2 separate regions of the Mus musculus genome follow, and region 2 is linked to region 1. Evidence: chromatin contacts called from public HiCAR-type data. All regions are on one chromosome and are shown on one strand. Each heading gives the region's core, a stretch centred on a gene start, on an enhancer-like site or on the middle of the called end of the contact. The rest is flanking DNA. Distances are from core to core; before and after follow the strand shown. Region 1 overlaps Slco1c1 (solute carrier organic anion transporter family, member 1c1). Region 2 has its middle 38 kb from the start of Gm6614.

Region 1 (6,368 bases), core at 1,093-3,592:
TTGAAAGTTGATGATGAGAATTTATCTTCTGTCCCTAAGAAGGATCAGTTATTGCGAAGTATAATGAGTAAGACAGCCAACCATCCTGTGCCTATCCTGTGGTTGCATAGCTTGGTTTTCTGAGAACACACAATCAAAGGCCACTAAGGGTTTGTGGAAGGGAGGAAAGTTGTAGGCTGCTGAGCAGAATGAATGCAGTTTTAGGTCATTGGAATGGCTCTTTCTGAAGGGAACCATTTCAACTGAGATGCAAAGGGTATGTGCACATTCAAAAGGAGGAGGCAAGAAGATGAAATCAGCTTCAGATAAAGAAAGCTACTCGGGGCGTTCGGCAAGAGGGTGGAGCATGTTAATCACTGAAAAAAGTTCAGGGAAGCAGGTATCTGAAACATAAGACAATTAATATGACTTCAGATGAGGCCAGACATGTCATGTTTGGTCTTGGAATACCTTGGGCAATTATCTGTGTGGTTATTTGCTTAGTAAATAGAGTAGAGAGAGTTAAGGGAATTGGCAAAAAAGAACCCTTGGCTATTGCTTTTATTAGGGTGGGGTGTCTAGGAATTAAACCCTGGGCTTGGATGTATGCTAGACAAATTCTCTACCAGTGAGCTGTACACACACCCTCCTTCAGATTTACATCAGAGCAGAAGCAGAGAGAGGAGGATATATACCTAAGGAAGAGATTTTATGGCTTGGGTTTTAAAATGAGAAGGGCTCAGAGGTGGCATCCAGGTTCATTGCCTTGGCCACTTGGTGAGGGAGAAGTTGTGTTCACATTGAGTGTGAATTTCCAGGAGACATGCATCTAGACCTAAACCACTGACAGTTACTGCATGGGTCCTGAGCTTGTGACCAAACTCTGAGCCATAGAAAGAGGTCTCAGTGAAGAATTGTGGGTTTTCACTACCTAATCAGTGATTCCTGAGCTCAAGGTAAGTGGTTCTGGGTCACTTCTTATGGCCAAAAACTTAGAAGCGATCATTTATGTTTCTTACAGCAGGAATCCCAGCCCCTGTGTACTTTGGTGTTTTGATTGACACTTCATGCCTCAAATGGGGATTTAAGAAATGTGGAAGCAGAGGCTCCTGCAGGCTGTATGACTCCCACGCTTTCAGGTACAGTGCCAAGCACACTCATGTAGCTCTGTGCTCCTACAGCTCATTTTCTGCCACATCCTGAAGCTTAAAATTCCCTGTGTACTTTCCATGTTTATGAGGTAAATCAACCAAAAAACTGTGAACAATTCTATTTTACATGAAAAAATATTGCCAAGTGTTGACATTGAATTTCATTTTGAATTCATCATTATTTTATTTTGTTCTGACTTTTTAAAGTTAGCACAGTTAGCAATGCGTTTCATGAATGTATTTTATTATGGCACTTTCACATATATGTATCATTATACTTTGAATTTCTCCCTGCCCCAAGTAATCATTTTTTAAAAATGATGAAAATGAGCAGGAAAAAATGGCTCACACCTGTAATCCCAGAATTCAGGGGACTAAAAGAGAATTAGTTAATGCTTAATTGAAGTCAGCCTCGGCTATATAATATGTTCTAGGCTAAACTGAGGCTGCAGAGTGAGCAACCCTGGCTCATAACACACACACACACACACACACACACACACACACACACACACACGAGCATACATATATAATAAATGATTTTTAAAAAATCCTAGAATACAGGTTTGAAAATGTGTGCACACAAATGGCAAAATATTTCCTGAAACTCAGATGCATTTAAATTTAGGTCACATTCTGGGTTTATTTAATTCTATTCTTTTTTAAACTGAGCCAAACTGTACCATTTGCGTCAGCGCTAATCCCCTGGGCAAGATCTGGATTTGGCTCTCAATCCATCCGGCTCTTATTGCCAAGCTGATGTTCAATTATCCCAGTACTTGAAATGCACAAAAGTAAAAAGCTTTCTCTGTGTGGGTGAGCGTGTCTGAGGTGGAGAGCACGGTTTTCTCACTACGGTATCATTCAGTTCCGTTCATCAAACCTTTATCTCCCCACTGCTTAAAGCCATACTCCAGTGGCTTAAAAGCAGGACTTCTTTTATTCAAAGACTTACACGCTGAATACTTTGTTTCAGAGGGGGAAAAAAAAAAACCTCCAAAAACCAAAAGAAAAAAAAAAATCCGAGAGTCTTGAGCCTGTAAGTTGCATGTGAATTAGGCAGACCATCTCAAATAAGATCGATTTAATAGGCTTTGATATTATGTGTGAAGGATGTTTGGTCCAAGGCCAGGGCCAGTTCTGGGAGTGACATTTGGTTTCTGCTCTCATTTGGTAAGGCTAAGTGCTCACTGCAGTGTGGACATTGTGTGATGCAGAGACCGTATGTAAGAGGGGAAGCTGAACACTAAGTTCTTTATCAGGCCTTTCTGTCCCACTAACAACCCTGACCCCTTCTTTGAATTGCTTACCACAGCTTTTCCTTGGAGTGTATTGAAGAAATATTTGAGACAGGGTCACCACATGACTTAGTCAAACCTTGACACCTTTGAAAGTGAAAGAGGCTCTTTTAAAATTATTACTTGGGACAGCAATGGGCTAAATAGGACTGCCTCAGCAAGCAGGAAGATGGCTATCCAACTTCAGGGAATCTTTAAAGAGGAAGTGGGAACTATTATATCATTTGCAGTAACCAGGAATGACAATACAACTAAGAAGTTGCCTCTGCTGGCAGGAGGTCACCAGCATTCATAGCCACCAGGCCATTAAGTCTGTGTCTCTCAGCAATCAACCTCACACTGTTAGAACCTTCATGTTTTGTTTTGCTTTGCTTTCAAGTTGAGTGGCTGCAATAATTATAACCGAGACTCTCTCCTCTTTTAGACACATATACCTGGGATTAACCACGCTCCTGGGCACGGTGTCTGTCTTCCTAAGCATGGCTGTACTTTTTGTTTTAAAGAAAAAATATGTCTCGAAACACAGCAGCTTAATAACCACAAGAGAAAAAATAGGGATGTCTTCAAGCATCAAAAAGGAGACATGCGCTGCAAGGGATCGTGGATTGCAGCCCAAGTACTGGCCAGGCAAGGAGACACGACTTTAAAAAAAAATCATGGAAACAAACAAATATGGGGTCATTTTATCCAATACATGTAAATGAATAAAAGCATAATCAAAAGGGCTTCAATGTGCAATTCCTTTCTGCTTCCAAAGGTATGCCTGCTTTGCTTTTGACTCTAAGCATAACATGACAAACCTCTAAGGATGTAATTAAATTTATTTTAAAACTTTTAAACTTGTACATTCCTTTTAATTATTTTCTTATTTCTGCTTCATGCTATATTGTCTCCATTGATATGTGATATGTGTTCCTGGGGATGGCTGTCTATTATGTTTGATTATGACATGTCATCTGTACATTGTGTCACTTGACCAGAATCTACTTTGAGTATTTCCTAAGGAGATCTTTCAGATTTAGCTCCTCCTTGAACTGATACAGAAAAAAAACATTCATGATGGGGTTGTCTTCTGAGACAATTTCTGTTCATTAGTTTACATATAATAAGATGTAATTTTATAATTTACATAAATTCATTGTGATTTTGGAAGTATCCATGGTTACACTGCAATTCATGTCACCATGTCACCATACTTTATTGCTTACGAATTCAGTGAATCAAAATATTTTTAAACAAACACTTCCCAAATTTCCATGAATTAGGTAACTCTGTACTTAGACATAAATTGTATTCACAAAATATATTTGTTTTGTTTTGCTTTTTCGAGACAGGGTTTCTCTGTGTAGCCCTGGGTGTCCTGGAACTCACTCTATAGACCAGACTGCCTTAAACTCAGAGATCCGCCTGCCTCTGCCTCCTAAGTGCTGGGATTAAAGGCATGTGCCACCACTGCCTGGTCATAAAAATATTTAAAAGTTAAGTTTCTGGGGATGGGGGGACCTGAGTGGACTTGCATGTCAACTTGATCAGAAAGCATTGTATGAAATTCCCAAATAATCCATAAAAACATAATGTTGGAAAAGATATAGTAACATAGATATTACAAATTGTACTATGTGGTACTATGCATTTCTGCACTGTGTGTCTGTAGTATAAGATATTTATGTACACTATACATGTACTATGTAGCTGATATGTACTTTATGCATAAAACAGTCAGAGACTTTGACCCTGTAGAGAGAGTAGGCTCTAGATGTCATTTGTCCTGGTTAGTTCTTTCTCCACTTGACACAAGATAGCCTCATTTGGGAAGAGGGACTCTCAGTTGAGGCAGTTTCTCCACAGTGTTGGCCTATAGGCACGTCTTGATTAATGATTGACGTGGAAAAGTCCATCCCACCTGAGCAGATAGTCCTGAGTTATATTAGAAGGCAGGCTAAGCAAGCCATAAGGAACAAGGCAGTAAACAGCACTCCTCCATGCCTTCTAATGTTCCTGTGTCCGGGTTCCTGCTTGGAGTTTCCACCTTAAATTTCCTCAGTGATAGAGTGTGGCCTGGGAGCTATAAAGTAAAATAAACTCTTTCCTCATTAAAAGTTAAGTTTTTTTAAATTTATTTTTTTAATTAGGTATTTTCTTCATTTACATTTCAAATGCTATCCCCAAAGTCCCCCAGACCCTCCCCCCACCACTCTCCTACCCACCCACTCCCACTTCTTGTCCTGGCGTTCCCCTGTACTGAGGCATATAAAGTTTGCAAGATCAAGGGGCCTCTCTTCCCAGTGATGGCCGACTAGGCCATCTTCTGATACATATGCAGCTAGAGGCACGAGCTCTGGGAGTACTGGTTAGTTCATATTGTTGTTCCACCTATAGGGTTGCAGACCCCTTTAGCTCCTTGGATATTTTCTCTAGCTCCTCCATTGGGGGCCCCGTGTTCCATCCTATAGATGACTGTGAGCATCCACTTCTGTATTTGCCAGGCACCGGCATAGCCTCACAAGAGACAGCTACATCTGGGTCCTTTCAGCAAAATCTTGCTGGTGTATGCAATGGTGTCAGCATTTGGAGGCTGATTATGGGATGGATCCCCAGGTATGGCAGTCTCTAGATGATCCATCCTTTCGTCTCAGCTCCAAACTTTGTCTCTGTAACTCCTTGCATGGGTGTTTTGTTCCCAATTCTAAGAAGGGGCAAAGTTTTTGAAAATGAATAATAACTTCCGTGGTTGTTACACCTGGAAAGTGAATGGATTAAATAGTATTAAGGATGTGCTATCATAGATGCCTACCTGCCGCTTAGCAGACAAGTTAGAAGGATACCACCAGGTAGCCCTCCATTTCTCTGTACTGGAAACCTTCTGTTCAGGCATCCATTTTCCTGGGTACTGGTGCTCCTCTGACTGCAGTTAGTGGGTTTGGCAGTCCACTCTCTAATCTTCAAGTTGCAACTACTGTTTTCCTTTCTTCACCGTTGGTTTAAACACAGGTCTGATCCCTCTAAGACATGCACAGATAAACCAGAGAATCCTGTAAAGAGGCATCATAGCCAGGAGCTTATAGTCTAAGGAAATCAGCCTTCTGTAGGTCCTGTACAGTCCAAAGACAAGGTGGTGGGCTAAGAAAGTAAGACGTGTCATCTCAGTGTGAGACAGTGGGATGCTTTGGATGAAATTGAGGAGGACACTTACATAGCAATGACTTTCTCAAAGCCAGCACGGTGAAGCCATCACTCTCACACATCAGCCACACTACAACCTGATTCATCTGCACTGTTTCATGATACCAGAATCCCGGTTTAATAAAGGGTAGCAAAGCTGAGAGAGGTTACATAAATCTCTCAGCAATGGCGAAAGCACAGTGAAAATGAAGTTCATTTCTACATAAAATCGTCTTCCACCTCCCCAGCCTGACCTGATACGCAACTCGAAAGAACCTTTAGAATAAACAGGAAGCATGAACAGGACACGCCCAAGGAGTCCGGGTGATTGAAATCCCTCATAGATTAGAAGTGCAACAGGAAGGTGCCAGGTAAAAGCATGGCGGCTCTACTCACTGTCATAAGGATCAAACCTACGGCTCTCGGCTGCCTTCCATTCTTTCTTTAGGTATCAGTTCTGCAAAGATGAAGGGGGAAATATGGGAAGACAGAGAATGAGGGAAAGACATGTCCTTTAAAAACACAGCAATGATGGTTCTGGAGAGGCGTCCAGCAATTACAGGCACCTGATGCTCTTCAAGGGGCCAGGTGTGCTTTCCAGTCCTCATAGCCACAGGTTCACAGGCCCTGGAACTACAGCTATAGGGTAATCAGATGTCCTCTCCTGACCTAAGCAGACACTCATACACCCCATATATGCGCCCGCACGTGCGCGCACACACACACACACACACACACACACACACACACACACACACACTTTGTCATTTTATTGAAA
Region 2 (6,368 bases), core at 1,492-3,991, 480 kb after region 1:
GAAATTCTTCCGAAGGATGCTTTTTCTAAGTTTATAGGGTCAGACAATGGACCTATATTTATGTCTCAGGTAAGTTAATGAGCTAATATTCTGGGGATTGATTGGAAACTTCATTGTGCTTACAGACTCCAGTGTTCAGGATAGGTAGAGAAGAATAAACAGAACCCTAAAAGAGACCTTAAGTAAATCGACCTTAGAGACTGATGGTGACTGGGTGACTCTTCTCCCCTTCATTCTTTATAGAGTGCAGAACTCGCCATACTACATGGGACTTACCTCTTTTAAAGTTATGTTTGGTTTTCCTACTGACAGAAGGTATTGCAGAAAAAGACAATTGCTAATTGTTACACGATTTCCAGGGTGTCCAGTGGGTACATATACGTGTTTGGCTTAAACTTTGTGCTTTCCATAAAACAAGTCCACCTCCAGAGTGCCATCAATGTTAGCCCGGAGATTGGATCCTAGTCAAGAGACACTGCCAGGGGTCACTAGAGCTTCCTGGAAGGGTCCCTGTGCTACAGAGTTGCAGCATGGATTCATCACACATCTGTTTGCAGTTGAAGAAGACCCTGGCAAGCAGGAGGAGAATTCAGCCTCAAGACTCCTTCCTGTATCCCACAGATGGGCCCCTACCTAAGCCCCAGGAACACCACAAAGTTATAGCCCTGCTACTAACTGTTTTCATGAAGATTCAGAAAGTCCCATGGTTGCAACTTCTAGTCACAAGAGAAAGAGGGGGATGAGATGCCAAAGGTTTTTAATTTAGGCTCCATTTTAGAGAACCTACCCTAAGTTTGAACTCAGGTAGACTAACAGACTAGTATAGCATTAGTTTCCAAGTTGACCCCCAACAGAACCTGAGCCTACCTCCAGTCTCTAAGCTAATCCCCAACAAGAGCAGAGTTTCCAGGTTACACCCCCAACAAGACCAGTGTCTTCCGATTATTCCCCCAGTAAACCTGCAGCCCAGGTTACAAGCCCAGCTTCTATCTAATGACCACCAATGCAGAGGGGAGCAGGAGTTAAGTTTATGATAGGACTCCCAGCACCAGCCAATTATGTTAAAGGCCACGGCAGCTTTTCAATTAGGTGCTTGCACATGTATTCCCTGCTTGCTGCTTACTATAAAGCCTTGCCCCAGTAGATATTTGAGGCTCCCCCCCCCACCAAAAACCGTCCTGTGTGAGGGTGGTGCATTTGGGGGGCCCTGGCTAGCTCAAATAGAATAAAGACCCTGCTATGAGTTGCACCAGATTGGCTCCTATGTGTGTTTTGGGAGATCACTAACATTTCCCTAGCACAACAAAGGGATACAATAATATGACTCCTGGAAATTTTCTATATTGATTACTTAACTTACAAAGAGGGGCACTCTTCTATATACTTAGGTAATATGTAGAAAATATTAAATTCAGTGCTTTATTTCTCGGTCTAACCTTAAAATTATAGCAATAATAAATTAATTATTTTAATATTTTTTAGGTTTATTTATTTTTATTTCGTGTATATAGTATTTTTGCCTGCCCACAACATGTGTGTAGTGCACATGGAAGCCAGAAAAGGGTGTCAGGTTCCCTGTAAATGGATTTACAGATGGTTGTAAATAGCCATGTCAGTACTGGGAATTGAATCCACCCCCTCTGCAAGAGCAGCCACTGTTCATAACTGCTGAGGTGTAGCTCTAACTCCTTAAGCAAAATCAGATCCCTAGGTGAAACAATTATTTGATAAAATGTATTGTGTAGCATTACATTTTAAAAGCTGTTCTATAAATCTCAAATATTTACAAGTTCAAGATGGACAAATTCCCGTCATGGAGACAGGAGGTAGACACAAAACCCCATTCCTAGCTAAAAAGCTTTCTGCAGTTAATAGCTATTGGGAGAGGGAGAGTAGGGTTTTTTTTAGCAGTATGACGCATGATGGGCTTCAGACGGTCTGGAGAAGGCCACTCCAAGAGCATACAGACAGCACAAGCTATAGTTGATGAGTTGTACAAAATGAAGAAGGCCCAAATTTGGGTGAGTAACAAAGTAGGCATGGGTCAAAATGGTGAATATGGTCAAAATTTATTGTGTAAGGAAAAAAAAATAATAACTATTGGTACTTGGACTCTGATTGAATGTTTTTTAAATGTTTCCAGGTATTCTGAATACAGTGCCAATGATTGGTCCAATCATTGGCTTTATCATACAAACACATGTTGCTCAGATGTATATAGACACTGGGTATATAGACCTAAGCAAACAGAATCACATAAGAGACCAGGAGAATGTCTCTCAAATACCAGCCACCACACCTCAGAGTTACTGGTTTAACTACTTTTTTAATGGTCCTTTGATTGCTCTGTTTTAGAAATTGTAAGAGAAGAGAATGGACCCATATATGTAACAAAGCAACATTTATTATTTGCCTATGCCATGCTCCAAGTCAGTATAAAGTAGGGCATTTGGAACAATCTTACTGTAGGTGACTATATCAAAAGTAACCTGGTCATACAGTCAAATTAGTTGCACATTCACTTTCTGGTGAACTAGATTGAAAATGTGTGAGTTGCAGATTGAAGCTTCTGGAAGGTGCTGTGGAACTATGGGAGTGAAGAATGGCTGGAGGAGCTTGAACCACGGAGGGCCAATTCCATTTGATGCTTTCCTGCCATACCCACTCCAGTGGAAACTGTGTGACAAACCCAAAAGCTTGAATGCATTCCTGAGGCAAAAAGTTTCATGGAAACTAGTCTCCGGGAGCCTTGGCATCCCTTAGCACGAGTGCTCCAAACTTGTTCTTGCATCAGTCAATGAATGGTTCTGTGTGCTTTCTTTCAGTATTGTTTTATTATAAGTGCCTCCAAGGAATGATTTGACAAATACCTAACTTAGATTGAACTTTGCTTCCTGGCCTTCACAAAATGTCCTAGGTAGCCCTTGAGCCAACCCTGGGCTTGGAATTTTGTAAGAATGTTACTAATTCAGATGAAATGCCTCAAGTGTTGATAGTTAGAAAACAGGCATTGCAGTTTGTGGGATAGAAGCTAGAAAACTCAGAGCTAGTTCAAAACAGTAAAGTTAGAATTCTCATTATAGACATGAATGGCAGCCTACATTACATAATAGTAGAAAGAAGGTAGGTTGTGGTTTAAGGAGGAAGTGGAGCATTGCATTATTCATGAAAAAGTTAGTAGAACAGAAATTCCCTTGTGCATGTTTTTCACTAGGCCCAAAGGAATAGCATAATTAGGTATTTACTTAGGGACCTGGTGGTGGGTTAGACAATAGACTAGAATTGCACCTGGACATATTAGCCCTTTCACCTGGCTCATGTGAATAGCTGATTTTAGATAGGGCTGATCTTATCTCAGTTATAAACACTGCCTGGTTCCTGCTAACTTTTATGCATTTTCTTTGTTTTGTGTAAAGAGCCATTGTGCATCTCAATGTACCTTGGCTGATGTATTGTCTAACTTCCTTGTTTTTCTTCTGTGTTATAAGTCTAATGCTTGCTTTTGAGATATTACATTCAGATACAGCACTCCCTTGTCTGTTTGTCATTTTTCACCGATTCATTGCCTACCTGAGAACCAGGATCCTGATTCTCCTTCAGGTTGACAGACTGACTGAGTACAGTCCACGGCACTTTCCCTGGTCTTAACAGAACATTTGGCATAGGGTCCCCTTCAATTAGAGGATGAGGAAATGCATCCCCATAACTGTTCTTGTCTCTTAAAGCATCCCTTTCTTCATCCTTTAGAGAAACTCTCCAACATGTGGAAACTATCTCAAGTTCAAATCTGTCCCATAAATTCCACGTCTATCCTCATAACATCACTTACCATTCCCCCAAAGTCAGTAAAAGTTAGACCTGCCTTTAGCTTATGTTTGTAGACACTCACCCTAGAGATTACATTTCTTCATTCTGCAACTTCAAGACCTTCAAGATCGGTCTATCGTCAAATCCTTCCTGATTATCTTCAACCCTCTATTTCCACAAAGCACTCTCCATGCTCTGCAACACACACACACACACACACACACACACACACACACACACACACACACACACACACACACATATGAATGATATTATCAGGTCCTCAACTCACTTTGCATCTTGTTTTATATTTTGATATTTCTCTTAATCATCAAGTATCTTGGAAAAAATCTGACTTTGGATGATATCTCATTTATTACCTCCCATGTACTCTCAGCTGTAATCTCATCGAACTTGCTCATGAAACAGGATCACCTTATTTTTTTTAACTATTTATTCACTTTTCTATTTTTAAATATCCAAAATAAACAGCTAGAATTCAACATGGTAAATACTAGGCTCCCAGTCTCACCTGCAAAGCTTACATTGTTTCGCACACTCTTTTAACAAATAGCTGAACCTTAATTATGTTATTGGCTCAATCATCACATAACTGTCTTTCCCATTATCCTGACTCCTGCCTCAGCCCCATTCATTCATTATGTTTCCAGAATAATCTTTCTTTTAAAAATCTGATTCATGCTTGCTTCATTCTTATAGCTACATAAGACCAGGCTTTGGTGTGGCAGCCAGGCTCTTCAGAACTAGACACGTGGTTCTTTGCGATAATCTTTGTTTGTTTGTTTGTTTGTTTGTTTGTTTGTTTGTTTTATAATTTGACTCTCTTCTTTCCCACTTTTCTGTCTCTGATACTAGTCTCTGTAGTCCACATTACTACTGGTTGTGGGACTCTAAAAAGATCCTTTCATCTCACAGTCCTGAATCTTCTAGTGTAGAGTTCGGTTTCTCTTTCCATTAGCATATTTCCAAGACATAGGCCCTCTAAAATGCTTCAATTCACTGACTCCATGCTGGGTCAGGGTTCATACAATGCATGATAATCTCTTTAGAAATTACAGAAAGAAACCTGTCTAAATATATAAATGACTAGTGTGAAACCAAATCCAATTTTCTATCTCATCAGGACTCTATGGCTTCAAAAGACACAAACTTCCAAGTGTTTTCAATACAAACCCTTAATCAAATCATTTCTTCTCCTTCATTTCCATGTTCATCCTTGTTTTCAAAACTCATACAGAGCCAGAAAAGATGTTTTTAGATGATAGTTAGAAAATTATTTACTATATTTGGAAATAATTATCTGTAGTACATTAAAAATTATGGGAACTAGATTGCTGCAAATGAGTGTGCAGATCTGCTTACATCCCCTCTTATTCAGCAATGGATTCAAAAGATTGTATGTGCTTTTTCCTCCTTGGTTTACTGTTGATGCACTAAAAGTGAGACTGTTTTCTTTTCTTTTTTTTTTCCCCCATTGGCAGTGTAATTTTTTTTTTCATTTTTTATTAGGCATTTAGCTCATTTACATTTCCAATGCTATACCAAAAGTCCCCCATACTCACCCCCCCCACTCCCCTACCTACCCACTCCTCCCCTTTGGCCCTGGCGTTCCCCTGTACTGGGGCATATAAAGTTTGCAAGTCCAATGGGCCTCTCTTTGCAGTGATGGCCGACGAGGCCATCTTTTGATACATATGCAGCTAGAGACAAGAGCTCCGGGGTACTGCTTAGTTCATATTGTTGTTCCACCTATAGGGTTGCAGTTCCCTTTAGTTCCTTGGGTGCTTTCTCTAGTTCCTCCATTGGGGGCCCTGTGGTCCATTCAATAGCTGACTGTGAGCATCCACTTCTGAGTTTGCTAGGCGCTGGCATAGTCTCACAAGAGACAGCTATATCTGGGTCCTTTCAGCAAAATCTTGCTAGTGTATGCAATGGTGTCAGCGTTTGGAAGCTGATCATGGGATGGATCTCTGGATATGGCAATCACTAGATGGTCCATCCTTTCATCACACTTCCAAATTGTGTCTCTGTAACTCCTTCCATGGGTGTTTTGTTTCCTATTCTAAGAAGGGGCAAAATGTCCACACTTTGGTCTTCGTTCTCTTGAGTTTAATGTTTTTAGCAAATTATATCTTATATCTTGGGTATCCTAAGTTTCTGGGCTAATATCCACTTATCAGTGAGTATATATTGTGAGAGTTCCTTTGTGATTGGGTTACCTCACTCAGGATGATGCCCTCCAGGTCCATCCATTTGCCTAGGAATTTCATAAATTCATTGTTTTTAATGGCTGAGTAGTACTCCATCCTCCCCAGCATCTGCTGTCACCTGAATTTTTCATCTTAGCCATTCTGACTGGTGTGAGGTGGAATCTCAGGGTTGTTTTGATTTGCATTTCCCTGATAATTAAGGATGTTGAACATTTTTTCAGGTGCTTCTCAGCCATTCGGTATTCCTCAGGTGAGAAATCTTTGTTCAGTTCTGAGCCCCATTTTTTAATGGGGTTATTTGATTTTATGGAGTCTACCTTCTTGAGTTCT

The links. HiCAR-type assays count read pairs that join an accessible place to other places.
Region 2: a contact with region 1 is called in a HiCAR-type map of astrocytes, with 2.9 times the contacts expected there. The contact joins two enhancer-like sites. A contact is called at or near these places in 3 of 484 Hi-C or Micro-C datasets (cerebral cortex, cortical neurons and uterus) and 1 of 115 datasets of contacts at active chromatin or transcription factors (astrocytes).

What each region holds. Positions count from the first base shown.
Region 1 is chr6:141,566,454-141,572,821 of GRCm38.p6, forward strand. Slco1c1 (solute carrier organic anion transporter family, member 1c1) reads left to right here. Exons shown (of 15, transcript NM_021471.3): 14 at 1,001-1,118; 15 at 2,853-3,724. The coding sequence ends at 3,075. Among named protein-coding and RNA genes, the nearest start is that of Slco1c1, 45 kb to the left of the region's middle. Within about 2 kb of position 2,343, at least 18 of the 459 cell types and tissues checked have an H3K27ac peak or open chromatin away from gene starts, as enhancers often do. A contact at or near this core is called in astrocytes, where this site is marked.
Region 2 is chr6:142,043,065-142,049,432 of GRCm38.p6, forward strand. No RefSeq gene overlaps it. Among named protein-coding and RNA genes, the nearest start is that of Gm6614, 38 kb to the left of the region's middle. Within about 2 kb of position 2,742, at least 2 of the 459 cell types and tissues checked have an H3K27ac peak or open chromatin away from gene starts, as enhancers often do. A contact at or near this core is called in astrocytes, where this site is marked.